Regions from separate parts of the Mus musculus genome. Here all the other regions are linked to region 2. Evidence: chromatin contacts called from public HiChIP or PLAC-seq and promoter capture Hi-C data. All regions are on one chromosome and are shown on one strand. The core of a region is the stretch at or near the end of the contact, and the rest is flanking DNA. Distances in the headings are between cores, read along the strand shown.

What was found. Promoter capture Hi-C pulls out the DNA fragments that hold promoters and counts their contacts. HiChIP or PLAC-seq counts read pairs in DNA pulled down with a chosen protein or histone mark.
Region 1: an H3K27ac HiChIP or PLAC-seq map of bone marrow-derived dendritic cells shows a contact between it and region 2, with 11 times the contacts expected there. The contact joins the promoter of Cttnbp2nl here to the promoter of Dram2 in region 2.
Region 3: a contact with region 2 is called in a promoter capture Hi-C map of pre-B cells, with 2.6 times the contacts expected there. The contact joins the promoter of Tafa3 here to the promoter of Dram2 in region 2. A contact is called at or near these places in 1 of 39 promoter capture datasets (pre-B cells) and 1 of 9 other capture datasets (liver).

The regions. Positions count from the first base shown.
Region 1 is chr3:105,051,256-105,055,562 of GRCm38.p6, reverse strand. It overlaps Cttnbp2nl (CTTNBP2 N-terminal like), which reads left to right and starts at 2,610. Exons shown (of 6, transcript NM_001163332.1): 1 at 2,610-2,663.
Region 2 is chr3:106,545,324-106,549,201 of GRCm38.p6, reverse strand. Dram2 (DNA-damage regulated autophagy modulator 2) reads right to left here and starts at 1,404. Exons shown (of 9, transcript NM_026013.3): 1 at 1,282-1,404. Cept1 (choline/ethanolaminephosphotransferase 1) reads left to right here and starts at 1,400. Exons shown (of 9, transcript NM_133869.4): 1 at 1,400-1,522.
Region 3 is chr3:104,775,925-104,780,205 of GRCm38.p6, reverse strand. Tafa3 (TAFA chemokine like family member 3) reads left to right here and starts at 2,659. Exons shown (of 7, transcript NM_183224.3): 1 at 2,659-3,029; 2 at 4,110-4,234.

The sequences.
Region 1 (4,307 bases), core at 1,361-3,860, 1.5 Mb after region 2:
ATTTAATAAATATTAATGGACAAGCTGATTACACCAAATACCCCAGAACGCGGTGGACCGTGTTTACCTATTCAAGACATTGTGAGCCTATTTTCTCGCTCTACGTGCCAAGGACCCTAAGCTTATTTACAAGTTTTCCACATTAAGTCATAAGGTTCCAGAACTCACAGACACCGTTGAAGGCTGAAGGTTATCTGAGGCGCAGAGCCCTGCCTGTTCACTACCCCAGGGGTGATAAGTTGAAAGCCATCTAAACATTCTCAGGACTCTGAGTCTTACAAGGCAAGGATGACCTCATCCTGTTGAGCTTTTCTACCCTGGCTCAGGAATGGGCTTAAAGGAACCCGGAGCGTCCGTCCGGAGCTGCTCGGTGCTGTAAAGGATGTGGGTCACATGGTACTGTTTCCATTAGGTCAGCTTTGGAGTAGAATGGGTGGTGGTGGATTAATAGCTACAAAGGGAGGGAGAGGAAGGCTGGGCGAGCTGATTCACTGGAGCAAATCTTGGAGTGAGTCAGAATCCAGCAGAAAAATAGCCTGTTGTCCCACATCTGCCTCATTGTCTGGCAATGAGACACTTCCTCCGTGCATACCCACAGGCAAAGCAAAGGAAGGAGGAGGAAATGGATTCTTTTCAGGCTCCGTGGTACTATTCCTATACCTAATACTGTGACTTTAAATCACTTCGGACATTGTGTCCTATTCTGAGAGGTCTCCTTTGGCCATGGTGGTCTGCAGCACACTGTGTGGCCAAGAAGGATCTCAAATTCCTGCTTCTCCTCTGCCTCCATCTCCCACAGGATGGGATTTACAGGTGTGCACACCCTATCCAACAAGGCTGTCTTTCTGAATACAGAGCATGCTGTCTTTGCGAAACTCTTAGTGCTCTAGGTCATTGTTCCACAAGCACGGGGGCTGTACTGTAGCATCTCTGCATGCTGTCTCCAAGCCTGCAATGGAGTTGCTGGCTTTACTCTGCTGCTATGCTAATCACCACCCTTCCCTCTCAACAGGCCCCCCCACCACCCCCACCCCCACCCCCCACCCCCCCCCACCCCCGGTGGAAACTGGTGGCTGGTTAGCAGACTGTGGCACAGATTTGGTGTTATTCTTGTCATTTTTCTTTTCCAGTTCTTAACTCTATAGCCTTCCTCCGGTTCTCTTGGTTTCTTTGACTTCGTCTTCTCATCTTAATTTCTTACAGTGCTATCCACATTGCAGGGTAAGACAGTCTTCCCACACAGCACTGACACAGATAGTATATGGATGAACGAAGCGCTGTGTGGACAAGAAATACTGTTTGACTTCCTCTAAACCGTGATTACTTGGGCTGGGTATCTCTTTACCCAGACTGTAAACTGTACCTGTCTCGAGGGCTGTTTGCCTAGGGCAGTGGTTCTCAACCTTCCTAGTGCTACTGTCCTTTAATACAGTTCCTCATGTTATAGTGACTCCCTCAAACATAATTACGCTGCTACTTCATAACTGTAATTTTGCTGTTCTAGATTGTAATGTAGATATTTTTATAATGGTTGTCTAGGGGGTCGTGACCCACAGGTTGAGAACCATGAGCAGAGGGCTTTTTGTGTGTGTGTGTGTGTGTGTGTGTGTGTCCCTAATAGTCTCTTGCTGAATATTGTGAAAATTAGGAATAATGTATTCCGCGTAATATGTTACTTGTGCACTCAAATACTTGAGTTCTTATATGTACGTGTTACAAGTTCTTTAAAGCAATGCGGCTATTTAAACAGTTCAGTCACTTGTGGTGCTGAAGTGCAGGCTATGTATGGTAGAGTGCAATCTCTTCCCTCCAGGTCTTGTTTCTATCACTAAGATCTGCATTCCTGTGCTCAAGAGGCCAGCCATTTCCCCTCATCCTACTGTTCCGTTTCGGCTTCGTTACAAATGCATGGTCCACGGTATGACGGGGCCCAAACATATAAAATAGCCCCCCACATACATGAATGGCAAGCACAGTGTGGGGAAACACCAGGTAAGTTTGCAGCTATTTGGCTTTGCCCTGAAAGGCAAGTCGGTAGGGGTTATGCTCTCTACCAGGTGCTTCCACCCCAGCGTCTCCCTTTGTGTACATAGTGTGATGTGGTAAAGAAGATGGTCTTGCGCCCTTGCTTTCCAGCACCACACCCAAGGGGGAGAGAGAGAGAGAGAGAGGGAGAGAGAGAGAGAGAGAGAGGGGGGGGGGGCAAAGAAGACACGTTACTAGGTTTTCAATACTAATTCGAAAACAAACGCTAAAACTCACTTCTTTTATTCACATTTTAGATAAACCCTCAATTAAGCCACCACAAGGTGTTCCCAGGGTCCTGAAAAGTTGCAGAACCCGGGCGGAGACCAGAGCGAGCACAGACTCCAGCGGACCAGAGGAGGGTACTTCCTCCCGGAAGTGACGCCAGCTCAATCCCAGCCTGGCTCTCCCAAACAAAAGGGATCTTGCGGCCCCAGGAGGAGCCGGGATGACTTTGGAGAAGCCCCGCCTTCAGGCGGCGAGGATTGGTTTCAGAGCCGCAAGGGTAAAGCTATGATTGGCGAGGGTATCTGCCTGTCACTGCCGCCGGCGGGTAAGGGGCGGGTCCTGGGAGGCTGGGGATGGGGAGCGGGCGGCGGAGGCGGCGGCGGGGAAGGATCCCGGAGCGCCGAGGCCAGGTACGGAGCGTGGGCTCGGGGCTCTGCGGTGCCGGGGGAGCCGGGTCTCCGAGAGAGCCTCCTGGCCCGGAGCGTGAGTGGCTTTCAGCAGAAGTCCCTGTCGGGGTAGGGATGGTCCCCCTAGGGGGCGGGGCCGCCGCCTCCAGATCCCGGGATTCCCCAAGGAGGCGTCGCGGCATCCTCCGGGGTCTTTACGATTGTTCATTGTCTCTCGCTAGCCTCCGCCCCTCAGCAGGGGTCTCCTCCTGACCTGTCTCACTCTAGGTCGCCTTTTGCCCAGCCCTAGCCTCAGAGTGGTACTGGTGGGTACCGTTTTCTAGGCTGCAGCCCCCACCCCTATATTGGATCCCTGCGAATTCAGACATCCTTTCCCACATCTGTCCCTGCTGGCAAGCGTGGGTCCAGAACTAGGGTTCTGTATAAGATTTAAACACACACACACAAACCAGCGTTTTCCTTATGAGGGATGGGCGAGGGGGAGAAAAAAAGACGAAACCCAGACAGACACCTCCAACAGCCAAAGCGGCCTTTCCCCCTCTTTTAGCTCTTCCCATCCCCCAGCCTGTGATTGCTCCTACAGCCTCCCCAGATCCTGTATTCTCTTTCTGAGTGTTGAAAGCTCCCCGGCTTAAATTATACATTATCTTCTTCCCATCGCCCTTTGTACCTTTCTTGCCCTTTCTGTTTCTTTTGGGAGAAACCAGCTTTTAGGGGCTTTTTAGGTTTGAGTTGCCTTTCGATTTTGCTTTCTACCCGGTTTCTTCTCTTGAGAACTTAGTAGGGAAGCATCCGCATATTTCATAGCAAGGTGGGTGTGTTAGCTTTCAGCAGAGCTGGCCTTGTGTGGGTAGGAATGCAGTGTGTATTGTTTGACAGTCACTGAATAATACCATATTTTCAAATGAAATGGTGCCGAGGAGTCAGTAAATGCCTTTGCAGAAGGAGTCCCCATCTCCCAATTTGGAGTGGGCTGGTCCGTTGCTCAGGGAAACTGCAGTTAACCTTGAAGGTGTATGGCAGGTTGAAACAAAAGACAGGAAGTATTTGAACAAAATTCAGGTTCAGTTGGCTAGGTTTATAATTAATCTGGTCCTGTGGCCTCTGAGTACTGTCTCACCCCTCTTTTATAGTGGGATTTTACCCTCAAAGGAAACGAATATACATGTAATGTGGTGGTGTCTAGCACACCATCATCATCAACCAAAATTTAAAGCATTAAAATAAAAGGTACTTTTCAGTTTCAGAGAGAAGGGCAGATAAAAGCCTTGGGAATTCAATTTTCACGTCTCTGTAGAGTCCCTGTAAAGATCTACTAAAGTCTTTGGCATTTTAGCAGTTGCAAAGTACAAATGATTTTGTCCTGACATTAATGTCATTGAATCTCCAGTCATCATCTGTGGCCAGCAGTACCACCTATTAATTTTTCCATATTTTTAGCATTTTAAGTTTTTATCTCAAGTTCATTTTCCTGTTGGTTATTTATAGCTGATAGAGGCGAGGTGCGGAGTTGCAATCAGAGAGGGTGATTGTAGTGGCTGTTGTCTGCAGCCTTCCTGAGTAGACTTCCTGAAGGTAATTAGTTTTGAGTAGTCAGGTTCCTAGGTTTCAGAGCCACTCTAGGGGGCTGCAGATCTGTTCCATGAT
Region 2 (3,878 bases), core at 155-2,654:
AGCAGTCTCAGACCAACAGGATTACGAGTGTAATGTTTAACTATTTTATGGGTCAAAGCATTCAAGAACCCTTTTAAAGAGTGTTTGCATAGCAAACAAGAGGCCTTAAGTTCAATTTCCAGAACCAAAAAAGAAAGCTTTAAGATGACTTAAAAATATATAAGAAAACTTCACACAACAGTAAGGATATTTAACAAATTTTTTTGCATCTCTTACCCATCTCCTCTGCTTACTTTGAAGCTCCATGAGTCAGAAATCCAGTTACATTTTTTATTTTCATAAGCATTTAAAAGCCACTGGTAATAAAAAGAACCTTTTTAATGTTGTCTCTTCTAAGTGGTAATAACTAAAGAATAACAAAAGTGTAAACTCTGGATGTTCCAAGTGAATGAACAGGTGGCCCCAGGTTTTTTTCAGAGGCGAATAGAAATATCAGGCCACAAACAAAGCATAACAAGGACTATTTTCCTAAATTCTAATATGGCCTCTTGACAAATGTAACATTTTCCAATGGCTAATCTCAAAGCATCTAGTTTCACTGCCAATAAATTAAAATTTGATAACGCAGCCCCGATAGATTAAAAAAATGTTGCATTCGGTATGTAAATTAAAATTGGGAAAGCTGGAAAACTTATTCCTGTCTCAGTGCTTTACAAAGGAAAGCAGCTGTTAGGATTCCCAGGACTTGTGATTTCCTTTCAACTAGGGACCACTCCCTTTGAAACACAATCATGGGGTGGAGACAGAGCTCTGTGTAAACACAAGGTCACCACTGGTCTCAGTTTTGAACTTCCTCAGCCCCAACCAAGTAGAAATAAGGGCACAGGGATGACAAAGGGTATTAGGGCAAAGGTTTCCTTAGTTGATTCAACAAAAGCAACCCCTTGCACACACACTCCTAAGTCTTGTAGTACAAGAGTTTCACTGTCCCTGGCACCAGAAAAATATAAGGGACACCATGCTTGGCACGACGCATCGCTTGGGATGAAGTGGTGGTAGAGGTACTAAAGAAGAGAAAAAGTAGGACGCGGAGACCTCAGCCTAGTTGTCATCTCCCGTGATTCGTGGGTTCCCGGAGCTGGCTCGCGACTCTAGTCGTGGGTGTCACGAAGTTCACGGAACCAGGTGAAGCTACCGAGGTTCGCGTGGCTCGCGCGCCCGTGGGACCAAGGGGGCTCGCGTTGTGCCCTCGCTCTTGGCTTGCGAACCACACTTCGACACAGCACCCAAGTAGAAAACCTGCCGAGCGCCAGGCCAGGCACTTTTCCCCCTCCCACTCACCTTCTTTCCTGTCCCCGACCAGCCAGCTCCAGCCTCAAAGTGCAGAACAGGCCCACTGTAGGAGCCTGGGCGGAGCCCCGGGGCGCGCTCCCGAGTAGCTCGGAGGCGCGCCTCAACCTTTTCTGAGTCCCCCCTCTTTACGGCAATCGTGAAAGTGTCGTGAACGTGCTGCCGCCTATCAGTCACTCAGTCGCCTGGAGTCGGAGTTGCTATTTCTAGGCTTGTGCTTGTTGGGTTCGGGGTAAGGCTGCGGGGGCCCGGCCTAGGGAAGGGGCGGGGATGTTGCGGACGTGGCGGGGCGGTTTTGTCCCGGGAGGAGCGGAGCGAGGGCCGGAGGCTCTGGGCTAGACAGAACTGGGTAGCTGCGGACGGACTAGCTGAAGGGGAACGCCGTCCTTGCTGGCGCTGGGTGGCCTCGCGCGCGGGGTTGTGGGCACGGCGAGGGGCGACGGCCAGTCCCGAAGGCTCCGGAGTCGGAGGTGGAGGGGCGCCTGCGCGGTATGCGAGCCGTGGTCGTGGGAGGGAGCACCCCAGGCTAACCCCCGGTGAGCCGAGGGCTGGGGCGCTGGCTTCGCGGAACCGACCTTGTCTGGCGGGTCCACACCCTCCTGGCCCGGTGTTGCCAAGTCCAAGAACCGTGCAGCATCCTGTGCGGTCTTTGCTGTCCTTTTGGGAGGCGGTTAGTGATGTTTCCTGGCTCGGGCCACGCTTCTTGTTGGGCAACTTTTCTAGAAATTTCAACCCATATTGACAGGCTCAGAGATTGCCAGCTAGAGTTTTATTTCAGTCGCGTTCTTAGAAGGAGATTGCTGGGGTTTTTGCCTGTGTTCCCAGGAATGCTTGGCTGAACCTCAAGCTTTACATTTTACCGAGTTTGAGTTTTCCAGTTTGATGCTTGGCATTTTGATACCAGTTTTTACCAATGTTGTATCATTGCTGTTGAATATATGGCATTGCTAAAACTCTAACTCACCAGGCAACGTCTATTGCAGCAGGAGGCAAATTCATAGTCAGTTTTCAACGAGTATAGGAACTTTGTAAGTTGTTAGAATATTTCCTTTCTACTTTACAACTGTCAGGAATGTGTTCAGAATGTGTGTTGAATTGACTGGCTCAAACACAAGGAAACTGTATAAGACATTTGGAGCATTACCAATTTAAAACTATTGGCATTCGATGAGATTTGAAGCTTCAAAATCATTTTGCTACATATTTAGCCTATGCTGAGAATAACTGAAGTCCCTGTACAGCTGGTCATAAAGACACAACCCTTCCTTTTAAGAAACGAAGTAGGTAAATCTGACTCTCACATTACCAATTACATTTTATTGCATAGCACTTTCTTTTCTAAACTACATTTTGCTTTCTTCTTCTTCTTCTTCTTCTTCTTCTTCTTCTTCTTCTTCTTCTTCTTCTTTTCTTCTTTTCTTCTTTTTTTTATGGTTGGTTGGGTTTTTTTTCTAGACAAAGTTTCACTATGTATCCTTGGCTGTTCTGGTACTTGCTGTGTAGACCAGATCCGCACCAACTCAGGGATCCCCCTGCTTCTCTCTACCTTCTTAGTGCTGGAATCACAGGTGTGCACCACCACCCAGCTATATTTTGCTCTTTAAACTGGCTAGAAATGCTGGTGGTGCTCATTTTGAGGGCCATGCAGTGCTGTTTTTAAGAGAATATAAAAAAGAATACAGCTCTAGGCTTTTGGTCCCTCCTCCTCTGAAGTTATTTCCCCCTTTAAGGAACACACAATTTCACTTCAGCAAAACACCAGATCTAAGCAGTACTGTCTGCTTCTGAGTACAGAAAAGCCCCCCTGCCCCCAGACAAACATGTTTTATGTATCATTTGTTAAATAATGCTGAACTTATTCCTATGATCCTATTAATTTATTTATTTTTCTTTCTCTTGTTTTTCTTTCTCTTTTCTTCTATGGTCCCTTCCCTAATAGTCTCAGCCATTAGTATTTTACTTTAAGTAATGGCAGAGGTCAGAAAGCTGTATACCACTGAATCCCACTGAAATGCTTGTAAACATACTGTTGAATCAGTGCTGATAAAAACCTGGAACCCTTGTACATGGGTGGGGATCATGGGGGTGGGGCAGAAGGGAAGTTCTAGAATTTCACACAAGTTGGATATTGTGTAAGTTTACTTTATGGTCTGCTCAGCAGTTGAGTTTTCTGTTTCTGTTTTTGTTTTAAATGTGATACTTATCAGATGCCCCCTCCCACCCCGTCCATGACAGGACTAAAGTGGGTCAGACACTGTTACCCTGTGTTTTTCATGGGAGACTTGAAAACTTACAAATTGATGGATTTTAGTAAATTTATTCATTAACCATTGTTTCTTTGTCAAGCATATATCCATGCCTAATGGAAAAATGCTTTTGTCAGAAAATGACCCCTCTATGCCTCCAAAAAGTTATTTATACGATAACTTGGTTGAGGACGAGACTCATTCACCCCCACTCACACACCCTTTTGCATTTCCTGAGAACGTAGACTGCTATATCTTTCTAGGTCTAGAACAACCAAGTGCTCATTAAATACTAGAAGAATCATACTCAATAAATACTGATTTTCTTTTTCATGTCAACGG
Region 3 (4,281 bases), core at 1,410-3,909, 1.8 Mb after region 2:
ATTTCCACCCTGAGGTTGCAAGCAGAAAAGCAATGCTGAGCAAGTTCTCTGGCTACCGCCAGGGGGAGACAAAGGCCAGGCCAAAAGCGTGTGTGGGTCGCAGGAAAGCCCACTACGATTCACACAGAGGGGCTGTTTTTCTCTGTCTTCTCTCTAGGGAAGGATTACTGACCCGATTCAGAAAGAATTCTGTCCTTATACTTGGGCTTAGAGAGTTGATCACTATCCACTCCTTCATCTATCCCCAACACACAGTTTAGCAGAAGTCAAGGCCCTTCCTTGAGGGAACCACGACTCCCTGTTCTTAGCTGAGACTCCACCTCAAGGCACCCAGCTATGTGCATCCTGTTCATATCCTGGGCTAACCTGTGCCGCCTTTCTCGACCACTTCTAAATAAAAATTACACAGTGGTCATTCAAAGTACAAACTTGCTGTAATTAGGTCTGTGTTTGGGGGTAGGGGAAGGGCAGGGCAGAGAAAAATGAAATCACCAGGGTAGAGGTGGGGAGGACTGATAAAATCAGACTCAAAGGCAGCCAGGGGCAAAGAACATGCATACTGCCACTATGAGTGTTTTCTTCCTGAGAAAAACTGAAGCCAACTGTCTGATAATGTCAGTGGGAAGCCAAAGACTGGAGAGAGAGAAAAAAAAAAGCTTTAGTTTTATTATTCAGTGTTTCTGGGTCAGTTTATCTATCACCTTTCGGCATCACCCAGCTTCTGGGCTCTTCACAGCATCCACAGTGTGACTGCAAAGATGGGCCACGCCACAGAACTGGGGTCTATTGACCCCTGGACTCCAGTATCAGATCATGGACAGGGATGCTAGCTGCTCCCCTGAACTCTGGAACCACTCTGGCTCCCATCTATAACCAAACTCTAGGGCTCTCGTGCATCTGAACCCCTCTCCTATTCCTAGACCATCAGACCTCTTCAGTCATTCCCGGCCCTCTCCCTGAGGCAGTACAGTGAGAGCAAGGAGGAAGAAGGCAGGAAAAGTTGGTGAGATGCTTACCCTGCTGGGAGCTGAATGACACTCCTCCATTACAGAGGAGAAGGGGGTGGGGCGGGAAGAGGGCATTCTCAGAACAAACATGGTGGCACACATCTATAATCTTAGGAGGCAGAGGTAGAGACAGGATGAGCACAAGTTGGTGGCTAGCCTGAGTACATAGTAAATTCCAGACTAGCCAAGGCTACATAATGAGACTTGGTCTTAAAGAGGTAGGGGGAATGGCTTAGCAGGCAAAAGTGCCAAGCCTGATAACCTGAATTCAATTCTCAGCACCCTGGAAAGAGAGATCCAGAGAGAGGGAGCGCCCCGTCCCGGGCTGTATGCTCAGGATCCAGAAGCAGGGTCCTTCTTTGTTTCCCCCACACTATTACGTTCCCAAACCTTCCTTACTCTAACAGGTACATACACCTCTGCTGGGAAGAGGCAGAGTCACAGCACACTTCTACCCTCAAGTGTTTAATGAGCCCAAAACATGAACCTGTCGTATTTTTGTTGTTGGGACTATTGACTGTCTTTCTGATGAAGATACTAGAAACCTCAGATTTGGTTTCCAAGGTGAGAGTCACACCCATTATCCACAGGGCCATTCATGCCTGGTGAAACCTTGCAGCCTGGTTCTCCACCCCGGTACTACCCTTGGTCCTCCCACGCAGGAGGGCAGCACTTCTGTGCTGGAAGTATATTTTTTTAAATATTTATTTATTTATTTTATGTATATGTGTACACTGCAGCTGTACAGATGGTTGTGAGCCATCGTGTGGTTGCTGAGCCATCTCTCCAGCCCGTTGAAAGTATTTACTATCCTTCCCGGGTGGCAGCCGGGAACCCCTGTGGTAAAACAAACAAACAAACAAACAAAACAAAACAAAGAAAAAAAAACCAAAAACTATGCAACTTGAGAATCTTCTAATACAGTGGTCTGCTTTTAGTGCCTGGGAAGCACCTTAAATAACACTTGATTGTACTAACAAAGAACTGGATTTTATACACACACACACACACACACACACACACACACCACCTCCTTTTCTCTTTCTTTCCTTTGAAGATGTGGTCTGGCTAAGTAGCCATTAGCAGGTCTGGAACCTTGTGTAAACCATACAGACCAAACTTCCTCAAACTTTCAGGCAATCTTACCTTCCCATCTCCCTACCCCTGCTGTGCTTTTCTTTCTTTGTTTGGGTTTAGAAGGTTGTTCGGTTTGGTTTGAGTTTTATTGTTGTTTGTATGTATGTATGCTTGTTTGTTTGTTTTTTTTGTTTGTTTTAGATAGGGTCTCACACTTAACCCCTGCCTTGTCTCCGAAATTCTGGATTACAGGTGTGAAACCCTGTCCGAGGTCTGAAGAACTGAATTGTAAGATTTAATGAGCTCGGATTTAAGTAACAGCCTACTGCTGGTCTAAATGAATACTACTCCCAGATGCAACGCCTATCCCCATCCCAAAATACCACCTACCTCCTTGAACTACTAGACTAGGGGCCACATTCCTGAAAGTTTTAGTGACCTGCTATAATTGATGTGTTTTGCTCAAGGAACTGTCCCTGAAAAGAGAGTCGGTGGGCTTCTATTCCTGACTTGCTGTGCGCCACAAGAGGCCGCTGCGGGCCAGCTGTGCCCAGGTTCCCCGCAGAGCACCCCCACACAGTTTCGAAGAAGCCGGCGGTGCCCGCAAAGGCTGGAGTAGCGAGAACGACTCCCAGTCTAGCGGCTGCGCGCTCCTCAACCTGCAGACCGAAAGCTCGGGAGGACCCGGCCTAGCCCCGCAGAACTGGTGGGTGCTGGACCAGAGCATCTAGGTGCTCTAAGCCGGAGACTCCAGCTTAGCCAGAGCCCCTGCTCTCCTCGGGCGCAACAACTTTGACGATCTATCGCGGACAGAGCTCAAAACCAGACAACACCTAAGCTGGCCACTCCCTCGAAGAGCCCGATTTGGAGAGTCTAGATGCCAAGCTCAGAAGCAGCGAGGACCTCAGGCCAGAAAGTTGAACCCGGGCCACTGCTGTGAAGCAGGTGGGTACCAGGAGTAAGAATAAATGCTAGAGGGAACAGAAGTAAGCAAAAGCAAGATTTAAGGTTCTTGTTGACCTCTTGTTGCTATGGAGGCTGCTCTCCCAGCCCCATCTTAGCCTGAATTAAGGATTGGGGAAACAGCTCAAGGAAACTGAGGCAGACTATGGATGCTGACGAACAAATCCCAGAAACTCCCTTCTCCTGTACCTTTCCAGGAGGGAATGAATAGAACGCCAGAGAGCCCAAGTCTCCCATCTTCTCCAGGTTCTCTGAGCACTGGAATACCTAGGAGAAATGTGTGTGTTGGATCAGACACGGTTAGAACTCAACCAGAAATAGGATGTCCCCAAGAAAAGAACGAATGGCATTTGCAATGGTCAAAATGAGGGTTCCTGGCATAGCCTGAGAAAGAAGACTTATGAGAAAGGAGGTTCATCTAGAAGTGTGGGGACACACCCATGCCCAGGGGACTGGCCCCACACACCTTCCACCCCCACCTGCATTCCCCTCGATAGGCCCTCCCTCAGATCACCAGCAATGTGCTTCAGTTTGACTTCTCACTGGGGACTGAATGAGGAAAGGCCTTTGGCAGAGAGTGGAGAAGCTCTTGTGGGCTGTGCACGGAAGCAGAGACCTGTTGCCGTGCAAGGCTAGCCCTCTGAGGTGGGGCTGAGACACAGCAGCAGAATTCAGCCAGTTTCAGAAGAGTCCAGGAAGCAAGGCTCAGGATGGGTTGGTTAGAGGTGGAGGGAGACACAGAACTGGGAGACCTGGGGCTTCTTCCCCAGCGGTCTCTTCTGGGACAAAGCTGGCAGACTCCACCCCCTTTTCTGACCTTAGCTCTATCCCAAGACCAGAAAGATGACAGCACCGATTCTTAGACCCTCCCACCCCTGCTTCACTCCTAGGAAAAAGAAAGCCTATTCACTCGTCTCAGGGTCACTGCCCCCACTGCTCTGTAGTCTGAGGGAGGAGGGTAGGGGAGCAAGGGCAGATTCCCAGAGCAGAAATGGCTGCCTTTGCCTTGGGACAGCCTAAGCTGGAGTTCCTCATCCTCCCTTTCTCTTACTCTCTTCCAAGCTTCCTCTTAGCCCCTCCAGGGGTCTGGTCTCTCTCCATTCTGAACAACCGCCATATTGTTCATCAGATGGAACAAGTCTGAGACCAGCAGATGAACAGGCAGAGGCCTGAAGACCCCAGGAACAGTAAGTGAGACATCTGGAGATGAGAATTGAGGAGAAGACTGCCCCTC